Regions from separate parts of the Mus musculus genome. Here regions 2 and 3 are each linked to region 1. A link is a contact called in public HiChIP or PLAC-seq and promoter capture Hi-C data. All regions are on one chromosome and are shown on one strand. Each heading gives the region's core, a stretch centred on a gene start, on an enhancer-like site or on the middle of the called end of the contact. The rest is flanking DNA. Distances are from core to core; before and after follow the strand shown.

Region 1 (3,500 bases), core at 250-2,749:
GATAGACTGGTTATATCCCCAAGTCTGGGAGAAGGCTTTCTCATCGGCCACTCGTCAGTACCACCTTCAGTTGTTTGCAGTTTCCAGCCACTGCCACAGGGACTTTTTAATTATGAATCAGTGTTGTCATTATCAGCTCATTGTGTTGTGGGTTGCTTGGTTAACCCTACAGAGGATATCGAAGCTTATTTACATCAACAGAATTCCAGGGCTGTAATTTTCCAATAACCAGACTCTCCGGCGTGTATACATTGTGGTTCCCATATGAATCAGTGTCTTCCAGCGTGAGAGCACATGTATACATCACCCATTCCCTGCCCCCCCCCAAATTAGTGCTCATTTATTTTTCCACTGGAAAATGAGAGTGGATGGAATCCATAGGTCAGGGGGCTTAGACTCCCTAAGCAGGAAAGGCTTTGAGACTCCCTGCCTTGAGTGCAGCCCCGCCTCAGGAATCCAAGCTAGGGGCCCCAGCCTACTCTGGCAAGAGGAATATGTCCTCCAGCCTTCTCTAATGCAAGCATTGCATAGAATCTCTCCCACCAGATTGACAGGCTGTATTGGAAAATACAGGACAGTCACTCAAAAACTGAGAACCGGAGAACCACACTGAGGTACAGTACTGCATGGTTGATTGACATACTCACTGACTGTATAAAATTTTTAAAAATACTTTTAACTTACTTTGTTTAATGTGAGTATTTTGTCTGCATGCATGTATATGTACCACATGCATGTAGTCTCAACAGATTTCAGAAGAAGGCATCAGCTCAGGTCCCCTAGCACTGAAGATCCGGATGGTTTTGAGCCACTATGTGAATATTGGGAAGCAAGCCCAGTTCCTCTGGAGCACAGGAAGTGCTCTTAACCTCCCAGCAACCTCTTTAACCAAGAAAATAGTAGAGAGTGGCACAGGTGTGTGTATGTGTGGGGAGACAGTCTTTCATAAAAGATATTGAAGGATCTACCAATTTGGTATCTAGGGGTCGTTCTTGAACCAATCCCAAGGACACAAAACGACAACCATATTAAAAATTATGGAAGTGGTCCAATTTGGATTTGGGGCGCCAGAGAGGGTTGTGGAAATACGGCATTCTAAAGTCACACCTGTACCTCCGCTGCTGACGTGAGAGAGCCTCCATCCACTGAGGCAAGTGGGTCCTGGGTTTGATGCTGCCCTCTAAAAGGGCACTTAGGGGAATCTGAGAAGTACCCATGAGTAAGATAAATGATGTCTTATCAGTGAAACAGACTTTTCATTTCTTTTTATCGATTTTTATGTTTTCACATCTTTGGATATGATTGGCTGGCCCAGGGCGGCATTCCAAGGCACACAAACCTCATTAAGGCAAGAGCATGAAAGAGTGTGAGGTTTTATTGAGGTGGACAGGACAATAGATAAATATTTAATCTGCTGCACGTTTGTTCAGTATGGGAGCTGGGGCTGGGGCCGCATGACTCCCCAGATGTTCTGAGATTTCCTGGAAACCTCAACAATAGCCTGTTGCCCACTCACGGGTGCCTGCCCTTGGCAAATATTTGTCAACGTTTCTGAAACCAGCTCCTGGAAGCCTGTCCTTGCTCAGGTCACCAAGGCTACCACATCTTCCCTTATTTGTTGTGATACTAGAGGATAGACACTCACTGAACAGGGAGCCTGGATTAAAGCCTTGATCAAAGCCATGAGCCAGGAGGTGGCAAGCAATAATTCTGCACTCAGTTAAGATATGGGAGCCCATGGACTCCCTCTCTTTTTTTCTGAGCTCTCTGATTTTATATATGTGTAATGCTTAGTTTTAATTGTCTACTTACCAGTCTAGAATCACCTAAAGAAAGAGGAAGTTCTCAATAAGGGATTGTTTAGAAAAGGTTGGCCTGTAGACAAGCTGTGGGGTTTTGTCTTGTGTTAATTGATGTGGGTAGTCCCAGGCCACTCTGCGTGGCACCATTCCCCAGGAAGGGGGTCTTAGACTGTATAAAAAGCTGAGCACTGGTATGCATGCACTCATTGCTGTCATAAGCATGAGTTCAATGTCCAGACTCAAGTTTTAAAAAAGAAAGAAACCGAGTAGGCCATATGTACTTGGAATTCCAGAACTGGGGAAGCAGAGGCTGGTGACCTCTGGCCAGTCAGCAGTTCCAAGTCAGTGGAAGACCCTGTCTCATGAAGAGAAGAGAAGAGAAGAGAAGAGAGGAGGGGAGGGGAGGGGAGGGGAGGGGAGGGGAGGGGAGGGGAGGGGAGGGGAGGGGAGGGGAGGGGAGGGGAGGGGAGGGGAGGGGAGGGGAGGGGAGGGGAGGGGAGAAGAGAAGAGAAGAGAAGAGAAGAGATGAAGCTTGATAGCTGCCAACCTAACCAAACATTAAGTCCAAGTTCCTGTCTCAAGAAAATAAGGTAGAGAGCAATAGGCCAGGGCTCATTCACTGGCCTCCATACATACTCATATGAGATCTTTCTCTCTCTCTCTCTCTCTCTCTCACATACACACACACACACACACACACATACATACACACATGCACACATGCACAGTAAATATGTAAATATTTATCCAAAGTGAGAGTGAAGAAGAGGAGGATTGGATAGAAATGATCTGCTGTGAAGATAGCTCAAGGGCAGTGGGAGAGCTTCATTGAGAGACAAGGTTGCCTGCTCTGGCGGCCTCTGTGAAAGAACTAGGCGAAGTCAGTCACAGCCCCTCTAAGTCCCACTAGTTCAGTTCAGTTGCTTCTGGTCATATAAGCCCACGGAGATGGAGAAGGAGGTATAAGAACACCACAGCCCCCATTCAAGCTACACACTGAAGGAGATGGCACCAGAGGAAGGGTGACCATCTGCCCAGAGGTAGGCAGTATGGAAAGGCCCCTCCCCTGAGGGCTACACCAAGCCTTGCTCAGAGAAAATTCAGTAACCCAGGTTGATGAGAGCCATGGCAATGCTCACCCTTCAAAAAAGGCCAGAGCCCTGAGGTTACAGCCTCTCTTCCCCACCCCACCCCTCTCCTTCCCCTGGAGTAGGCCTGGACATCCACACCAGTGCTCTGGGCCACCAGCCACACTGAGGTCCTCTGACCCCTGCCCCCACATAGCAGCCTAAGTGCTGACTGGGACCTGGGAGTTCTTGGCAGGTTCTAGACGCAGAGGAGCAGCCACAGTGGAATCCAGAAGGCTCCTCCAGAAGCCAGAAGTTAAGGAACAATTCTGCTAAGTCATAAATGCTTCGCATTCCTCGGCTTTTGCCTTCAGAGTCTCTGGCATCCCCAGACAGTAGCTGAGGATTCGAGGACACGTTCATTTCTCCTGCTCTGGGGAAGGCCAGGCCCAACAGGAGAAGCTAGCAGACTGAAACAGAGCTCTGGGGAAAGCCTATGCAAGAGATGCTGGGGTGCCTATCTGAGGATCACAGTTTATCCCGCCTTCTGTCTTCTTCTCTCCAGTGCTGCACCCCACTCCCCTGGGTCTCTGCAGAAGACAGATGCCAGTCAACATGTCCTCCCCTGGGG
Region 2 (3,678 bases), core at 798-3,297, 170 kb after region 1:
GAGTGCCCTCATCTCTTCTGTCTCCCACTACTGCATCTTGATGGCCTTTATTGAGATGGCTTAGCATTTCACTTAAGTTGTCAATTTCTAGAGTGAGTTTGACATCTTTTATTTTCTTATAAACTTGTTCTGCTATGGGGACTTGGCTACCCATGAGCGCAGACTTTTTTTTGTAAGGTGTGGGCACTTAACAATAGGTTTTCACATGATGGGTAGTTAGTTCTGAGTGAGTGCCATCATTGGTGAGAATTTTCTCTTATCCAGGAAGATGACCCAGCTTCAGTCGGCCATTAATGTTTTTGTAGGGTACTTAACATGACACAAGGAGGACAAAATCATCTTGGGATCTCAGAATTCCATATTCTCCTCCAGGAATTATTGTCCACGTAACACTGTTGATGACCTGTGAGCTTACTATGCAGCTTGTAGAAGCAGTATATTGATGGCACCCCTAGCCTTACATGGTTTTATGATTTCTCTTTTAGGTTTGTTTTCTTGAAAAGGCTCCAGGCTTCGGCTTGGAAAACCCAACCGCCAAAATTGAGCCCAGCAGCTGGAGCGGCAGCGAGAGCCCTGCCGAAAACATGGAAAGGATGAGCGACTCGGCAGATAAGCCGATTGACAACGACGCGGAGGGCGTCTGGAGTCCTGATATTGAGCAGAGTTTCCAGGAGGCCCTGGCTATCTATCCGCCGTGTGGGAGGAGAAAAATCATCTTATCAGACGAAGGCAAAATGTATGGTAAGTGGCCTGGAACATTCCTTTCAGGGCCTCCAGCCTGCTGCAGTGGGAGGGGATGTTCTCCGAAGCCAGCCTGGTTGCTCTTTGTAGAATGACATTTGGCTATCCCAGGGACCAGGGCTCCACTACAGAGGAGGATCCTGGGATACCATCCCTTGGGGGTTTTCTCTTCATGCTTGACAGGCCTTCTGGCAGATGCTCTCAAGGTTCACGTGCCACGGTGGCATACGTGCAGGAGGGAACAAATTCTTCAGTCATTCGGCTCCACATAGCTGGCGTCGAGTGGGACCGAGTCCCTTGAGTCCTTCCCACCCTTGCAGGAAGATCTTGTGCTTTAGATTTGTATTTGAAATCTATTCTTTTTTTATTGGCTGGGGATGTGGTTGTTCCTGGCAGCACAGACCTCTAGGTTTAATCTACAGCCTTGGGAAACAGGGCATGGCAGTGCTCCCCTGTAATCCCAGTAGTGCTCCCCTGTAATCCCAGCACTCAGGAAGTGGAGCTAGGTTGACCAGAAGTTCAAGGTCTACATAGAGAATTCTGGCCAACCTGGACTTAATGAGACCCTGCCTCAACATTATGTCCCTCTAAAAATTCTGAAATCCCCCACTTCAGGATCAGCCCTGTACTGGCCAGATAAAACACACACAGGTTTGATTGGCCTGTTTCCATTCTTGCTTCTAACTTGCAGCTGAATGGCTAGTTAAGACGTTGTTGTGTGTCCTGTCCTGTCCCATCTGTTTTTCCCCAGCCCCAATTCATGTGCCCAGCTCCCAGCTCCCAGCTTCCCCTTCCTCTATGACTGTCCTCTGAGTAGGTTCTGGGGAAAGCTGCATGAGGCAAGGAAGGCAGGCCCAGCTTTCCAAATGGCTCTGGTTGCTGACAGCGAATGTCCCCACCCTAGCTGGTGTGAAGCTTCCCTCCACAGGTTGGGGACATTCTCTTTCCAGAATGCTCCCAGCTGCATGCAGACTTGCGGGTTTTTTGGCTATCTACCTTTAGGAAAGTAGGTGGCAGGTGGTCACTTGTACATAGTGCTTGTCTAACTGAGTTGACAGAGTTTGTGTTGTCACCAAGTCTAAAGAGATGCAGCCAGCATAAATTCCACCAACACTGGCTCATCCACTACCCGAGGCTCTTAACTCAACAGAGGAGTGATTTATTTCTCAGTAATTCCCACTATTTCTGTAATAGGGTGTTGTACCTTTAACCCCGCGTGTCTCTGTCAGGAGCCCAAGGAGGCTGTGCTCAGACCAGCAAAGACTTCTGAGAGGAGAGCAGATGGTAGCACAGCTGCCACCAGCTGTGCCCTGCCTGCCCTCCCCCTTCACCACGGATGATGTAATGGAAACAAAGACACTTTTGCTTTCTGTGGCACTGAGCCTCTCAGCCTGTCATGCACTCGGGAGTGAGAACCCAAACTTGTGGCATTTGTTTTATGCTCTTGTGAGTTTCTGCTATAGCCAGAGAATCCTCTTTTTATCTAGGGTAGTGAAGTCGGGCCGAAACCGGTTGCTCAGCTGCTGTGGGTGGATCCTGCGTCCGTCCTTTCTTCCCCGGCTTCTCCTTCCTCAGCTTTCCCTTGAAGCATAGCTTTGGGATGTTGCATTGTGAAGCTCCCACTTCTTTGCTCACAGGTTGTTTTAATCTAAATTAATGGCGTAAGACATTTGGTGGTGTACATCTATAATCCCAACAACACTCAGGAGTCTAAGGCAGAAGGAGAGTGAGAATTAGAGCCAGCCTAAGCTATCTAATGAGATCGTGCCTTTGAAAATGTTTTTTCCCCCTCCATTGAGATTTTCCTTTGTAAATAGTTGCCCACTTTGCCTATAACTCAATTGTAAACTTTTTATGTGAAAATGATTTTTAAGATCTCTTGCTGAGAACTGAATCCATGGAAGCTTCAGATTGGAGTTATTCTATCAGCTATTAACCTGATCACATTTGTGCTTGGTGTTAATGTAGTTTTGGGCTCCTGGGAAAGATGATCAAATAAATGAGGACAACAGGTCCTTGGAGACTTGCCATCTAGGATATTGTGGTTTTGAGGGGTGGAATTCAGCAGGGTGATTAGATATTGGTAAGTTTGGTGTTGGCTGTGGGATATGTGTCTAGGACGAGGGTAACTCAGTTCCCAGTACTTCCCAGTTGTATCTGTTTTTGAGTATGGGTGTCTTTCTCCTTAAGTTAACACTATCCGATTACTGTCTGTTGGTGGCCAGCCAGATTTAAAATGAGGCAACCGTTTTTCCTCACTAGGGAGGAAGAGTCTAGTATGGTTGTGGGTTTCACAGGGCCAGAGAGTACACAACCTGCATGGTTTTGTCCCCTGATCAGGAAGAGATGGGTTTTCTGCATTGGCCTTGCAGTATCTCCATCTGTCCAGGGAGGAAGCACTCCCCTTGGCTCCCTGTCTTGTGGCATAAGATAGAATGCCTCAGGCTATCTTGGAGGGAAGTGTGGTAGTTCCTGGGCTAGTTGAATTGGAGACTGGGCCTCCCTTTAGGGGATCTGCTTTAACTTTGTCAGAGAAAGTTGACTCTCCTTAGTGCTACCTCAGCCAGTCGGAGACAGAGTCATGTGAGCCCATGTAAGGCCAGGGTCACCCTTCGTGATCAAGCTTTTGCTAGCACATAAACGAATCTTAATGTTCGACCAGTAGTCAGCGGTCCCCGAGAGCATCCCTTTTCTCTAAGACCTTTGAAAATGGATTCTCTGTGAAGTCAGTCAAAGTCATAGCCCAGTGAAACACCTGGCGAGTCTTCCTTGAGGATTTCATTCCTCCATCTCTGAGCATTTCTGAGTTCTCTGGGTTGTCACTAGTCTCGAAACACTGGAAGAGGCAAGGTCAAGTGATTTATTTTGGTAATGAGATTTTCATCATGGTTGGCAGGAGAGTAAACGGAGAGTTGTTTATGATAAGCTTTTGTCCCT
Region 3 (3,618 bases), core at 1,030-3,529, 190 kb after region 1:
CGTGGGTGGAGGGTGGCTTGTGGGAGTCAGTTCTCTCTCCGGCTTTGGGAGATTGAGATCAGTTGTCAGGCTTGACAAGAGCCTTCACCACTGAGCTATCTTACCAGCTCCTTTTCATCGAGTTTTAAGGGTCCTATGTCAGGACACTGACGCTGGCCTTTGAATCTCTTGTGAGTTGGGGTCGGGTTTTTGTGTTCCCTGCATTAGCGTACCATGTCTGCCACAACTTTCATGGCTGGTAAGTTCTGTTGAATGTGTGGATGGATGGATGGATGGATGGATGGATGGGGACAGTCTGGAAGGAGTGGAGGAAACAGATTGAAATGAGATGAGGTGAGATGCCCCTGGGCACTGGCTGATGAAATTTAACCCAGGTAGGGAGGGGCTTGGGCTGCAAGCCTTATTTAAAAACTGCCTGCTGCAGAACAAGTTAACTCCTTGTTTTCACAAGAACAGACCCAGTTCATACCAGCAACCAAGCCCAAGTGTGACAGGTCCAGTGCCCACCGTTCAAACCATGGGCATTGGACACGGTCGTTTGTATTGTGGGCAGAGAGAGTCACGTGTCCCTATTGAAAAATCCCTATTTCCTTTTCCTGGGGAATTAAAGTCTCCAGCAGCTTTATGCCATTGTAAAGGAAAGCAGTTAATAAATGGAGGCTGTGGTAAACAGCTGTGGTCTCTTGACTGCTTGCTATAGACTAGGGACTGGAGCAAGCGGCCAGCTAGCTCAGTAGCTCTGAAACTGGTATCTTTTGCAAATGGGAAAGCCAGAGCTCAAAGGGGCCAGTATTGCAAAAGACCATGCCGCAAGGACCTGGGTGTGATCCAGCATGTCTGCTTTGACAGCTCGTGCACTTTGCTGGATGTCAGCCATGCCAGAAAACCATCAGCCTTTTCTAAGGTTGTTTATGAACACCCCAGAATCCAGCTGAGAATTCTCTTATTGTGTCTCTGAGAATCATGGCCTGCTTAATCCCTATTCTGCCTCTGGTAATGAAGGTAGATGCTCCAGGTCGAATTGATCTGAAATTCTTAAGAGTGAAGAGGAGTGTTTGATGTGTTCTCGGAGGCAAAGCTTACTGGACATTTATTTAATGCAGATATGTTTCATGTAACCTGGCACAAACAACTTGGGTCTCAGTGGAGGCATCAGAGTCTTTCCAAGACGAGGTTGTCACTAGCAGCTAATGCTGCTTCAGTGTTGATGTTGGTAAAGGACTGTAGCTCTGGGGCCAGCCCTTCAGAATAGCATTGCCGCCTCAGGATCAGCCCAGTCAGCTTGGGATGGCGACCGAGGAGGAAAGAGCCCGCGATAGATAGACACATTTCAGTTGCACTCTTGTGCATGTTTATTGAGTTAGTTATTATTGCATAATGTTGGAGCCAAAGAGTATGGTGTGATTATAGGTTTTATTGTTGGGTCTTGAGCTATATCCAGACATCGTTTTCCATAGGGAACTTGAATCCCAAAAGAGGAGAGATTATGCCTTTGTTTTGAAATAACTTTTTTTGGGGGGGGGTCTGTAGTAAAGCATGAAAAGTTGAACTTATCATTTACAGATTGGGGTGCAGGCACGCTGAGATGCTGCCTCAGGGCGTTAAGTGCTTGCTGTACAAGCATGGGAACACCAGTGCTGGGGTGTAGAGACAGGTGGATTCGGTAGCTCTCAGGCCAGACAGTCAGGCCTATTAGTGTGGTCCATATTCAATAAAAGACCCTGTCTCAAAAAATAAGGCGGAAAGCACCTCCTGTAGATTTGTGGCCTCATGCATGCATATTAGAAACACACGCCTACATACAAATTACTCATTCTCTTGCATTTATCTCCATGATAGAATGCATGCTTAGCATGTATGTGCAAAGCTCTGGGTATAACCCCAGGACCCCAAACAAAAAAAGTTCTTCTGCTCAGCCCTCCATCCAAACCATTCCCCATTGTCTCCACTCAGCAATGGAGATAACTGTTCAGGAAAGGGCCAGGCTTTTTGTTGCTACTCTGCAATCTGCCATTTTACTGTGTAGCTTGCTTCCCTGACAGGTACTGGTGGCCAGGTGCCGTTAATCCAGGTCAAGATGAAGAAAATGTACTTTTGTCAATTCCCCAGGCATCTAGCCGACCAGCCGGGTCTCAGGTATTCCAGATATGAGCGACGTGCTGTTGCGCAAGCTCCATGCATTGCTAGCTAGGAGATACAGAGGCCTGCCTGCCCTGAGCCCTTTGTTCTCCTGCTTGAAAGCAGTTAATTAGCAACTGTCTCCATAGCAACTACCTCATAGTCCAAAAACATTGTCTAGTTTTTCAGTTTAGCTTATCACACTGTTTACCTGAAGGGCTTTTCAGTGCTCTGAGTCTCATTTGAGTTGGCACCATGCCTATTGGGGAAGTGAATTGTCAAGAAAGAAAAAACACCACGGTAGCCAGGAGCCAAGCAGCCTTCTGACCAGGGCCATCCTGGGTGCTGGATGTGTAGCAAACAAAAGTTGCGTAGGCCTAATCTTTTTACCTATATTTTTCAGCTTGGCAGAAAACTGCTGTCCTTGCCCACCTGGCCCCGAGTCTGGAGGCTGCTTTCTCTCCCCCGCCCCCCCTTCCTGAAAGGTTTTCTAATGTTGTTCACATTCCCTCTTTATGGTAAGTTTTCTGTTATTGCTCATCCTGCAACCCCAGGTGTTCTCAGCCACAGAGCAGTCGAGGAAAGTTCTTCCTCCCTCGGGCATTTCTGAAGGCCCTGGGATGGTGGGTTTAGAAATGTGTGTGCAAATTTAGAACCACTTTGTTTTTCCATCTTCCCGAGGAAGAACCCCTCTTTCCTGCCTCTGGTAGCTTAGGTGGGCCATGTTTAAGACCAGGCAACTTCAGGTGGCTTTGAGTAAAACAGGAAGGAGAATTACGGCTTTTCATAAGCCACAAAGACGATAATACTTTTCACGGCTTTTGTTGATGGAGCACTACGTGTGTGGCCCACCGATTAGGCAAGGTGGGAGGTGTGTAGGAAGGAAGGCTCCTTCCTGAGTGTCTGCTGTGTGTGTGTCTTAATGGAACTGGCTCTCCTGGGCTGCTCGTGGTGACGCTGCAGCTTGGCCCCATACTCACAGAGCTCCATGGGGGTTGTTGGTGGGTTTAGTCTGTGTATATTATAGACTGTAGTGTGCTGCACACCTTTGCTAAGAAAGCAGGATAGAGGAGCTGGAGAAATGGCTCAGAAGTTAAGAGCAGTTGTTGCTCTTTCAGAGGACCCAGGTTCAGTTCTCACAGCTCCAGTTTCAGGGGGATCCGACTCCTTTTCTTTCAGGCAAAACACTCATACACATAAGTTAAAATAAATCTTAAAATATACAAGCTGGATAGAATTTAGGTAGTGTATATACACTGTGGCATTGCTTAAGCTGGGTCTAGGGGGAAAAGAAACCATGAAGCCTTCCTGCATGCTTTTCCAGAGCCTCTTAATAGATAGACAGCGGAGAACAATATGCTTGAGGCCTTGGCTGGAGGTTCTAGCAGGGAGTAGCTTGGAATACCCTTGAGGGTAGGAAGGTACGCCTTTGTCTGGGGAGATGGTTCACTTCGGTGTGTAGCCTCTGCAGGGACAAATGCCAAGCAGTGAAGATGGGAG

Evidence for each region. HiChIP or PLAC-seq counts read pairs in DNA pulled down with a chosen protein or histone mark. Capture Hi-C pulls out chosen DNA fragments and counts their contacts.
Region 2: a contact with region 1 is called in a promoter capture Hi-C map of pancreatic islet. The contact joins two enhancer-like sites. A contact is called at or near these places in 1 of 484 Hi-C or Micro-C datasets (the HL-1 cell line), 2 of 115 datasets of contacts at active chromatin or transcription factors (embryonic stem cells and pancreatic cancer cells) and 2 of 9 other capture datasets (liver and pancreatic islet).
Region 3: a contact with region 1 is called in an H3K27ac HiChIP or PLAC-seq map of extraembryonic endoderm stem cells. The contact joins two enhancer-like sites. A contact is called at or near these places in 1 of 484 Hi-C or Micro-C datasets (the HL-1 cell line), 2 of 115 datasets of contacts at active chromatin or transcription factors (extraembryonic endoderm stem cells and pancreatic cancer cells) and 1 of 9 other capture datasets (embryonic stem cells).

Annotation. Positions count from the first base shown.
Region 1 is chr7:112,592,297-112,595,796 of GRCm38.p6, forward strand. No RefSeq gene overlaps it. Among named protein-coding and RNA genes, the nearest start is that of Gm24154, 24 kb to the right of the region's middle. Within about 2 kb of position 1,500, at least 9 of the 459 cell types and tissues checked have an H3K27ac peak or open chromatin away from gene starts, as enhancers often do. A contact at or near this core is called in extraembryonic endoderm stem cells and pancreatic islet, where this site is marked.
Region 2 is chr7:112,758,899-112,762,576 of GRCm38.p6, forward strand. It overlaps Tead1 (TEA domain family member 1), which reads left to right. Exons shown (of 13, transcript NM_009346.4): 2 at 486-741. The coding sequence starts at 540. Among named protein-coding and RNA genes, the nearest start is that of Tead1, 81 kb to the left of the region's middle. Within about 2 kb of position 2,048, at least 98 of the 459 cell types and tissues checked have an H3K27ac peak or open chromatin away from gene starts, as enhancers often do. A contact at or near this core is called in pancreatic islet, where this site is marked.
Region 3 is chr7:112,786,247-112,789,864 of GRCm38.p6, forward strand. All of the region lies in intron 2 of Tead1 (TEA domain family member 1), which reads left to right. Among named protein-coding and RNA genes, the nearest start is that of Tead1, 110 kb to the left of the region's middle. Within about 2 kb of position 2,280, at least 88 of the 459 cell types and tissues checked have an H3K27ac peak or open chromatin away from gene starts, as enhancers often do. A contact at or near this core is called in extraembryonic endoderm stem cells, where this site is marked.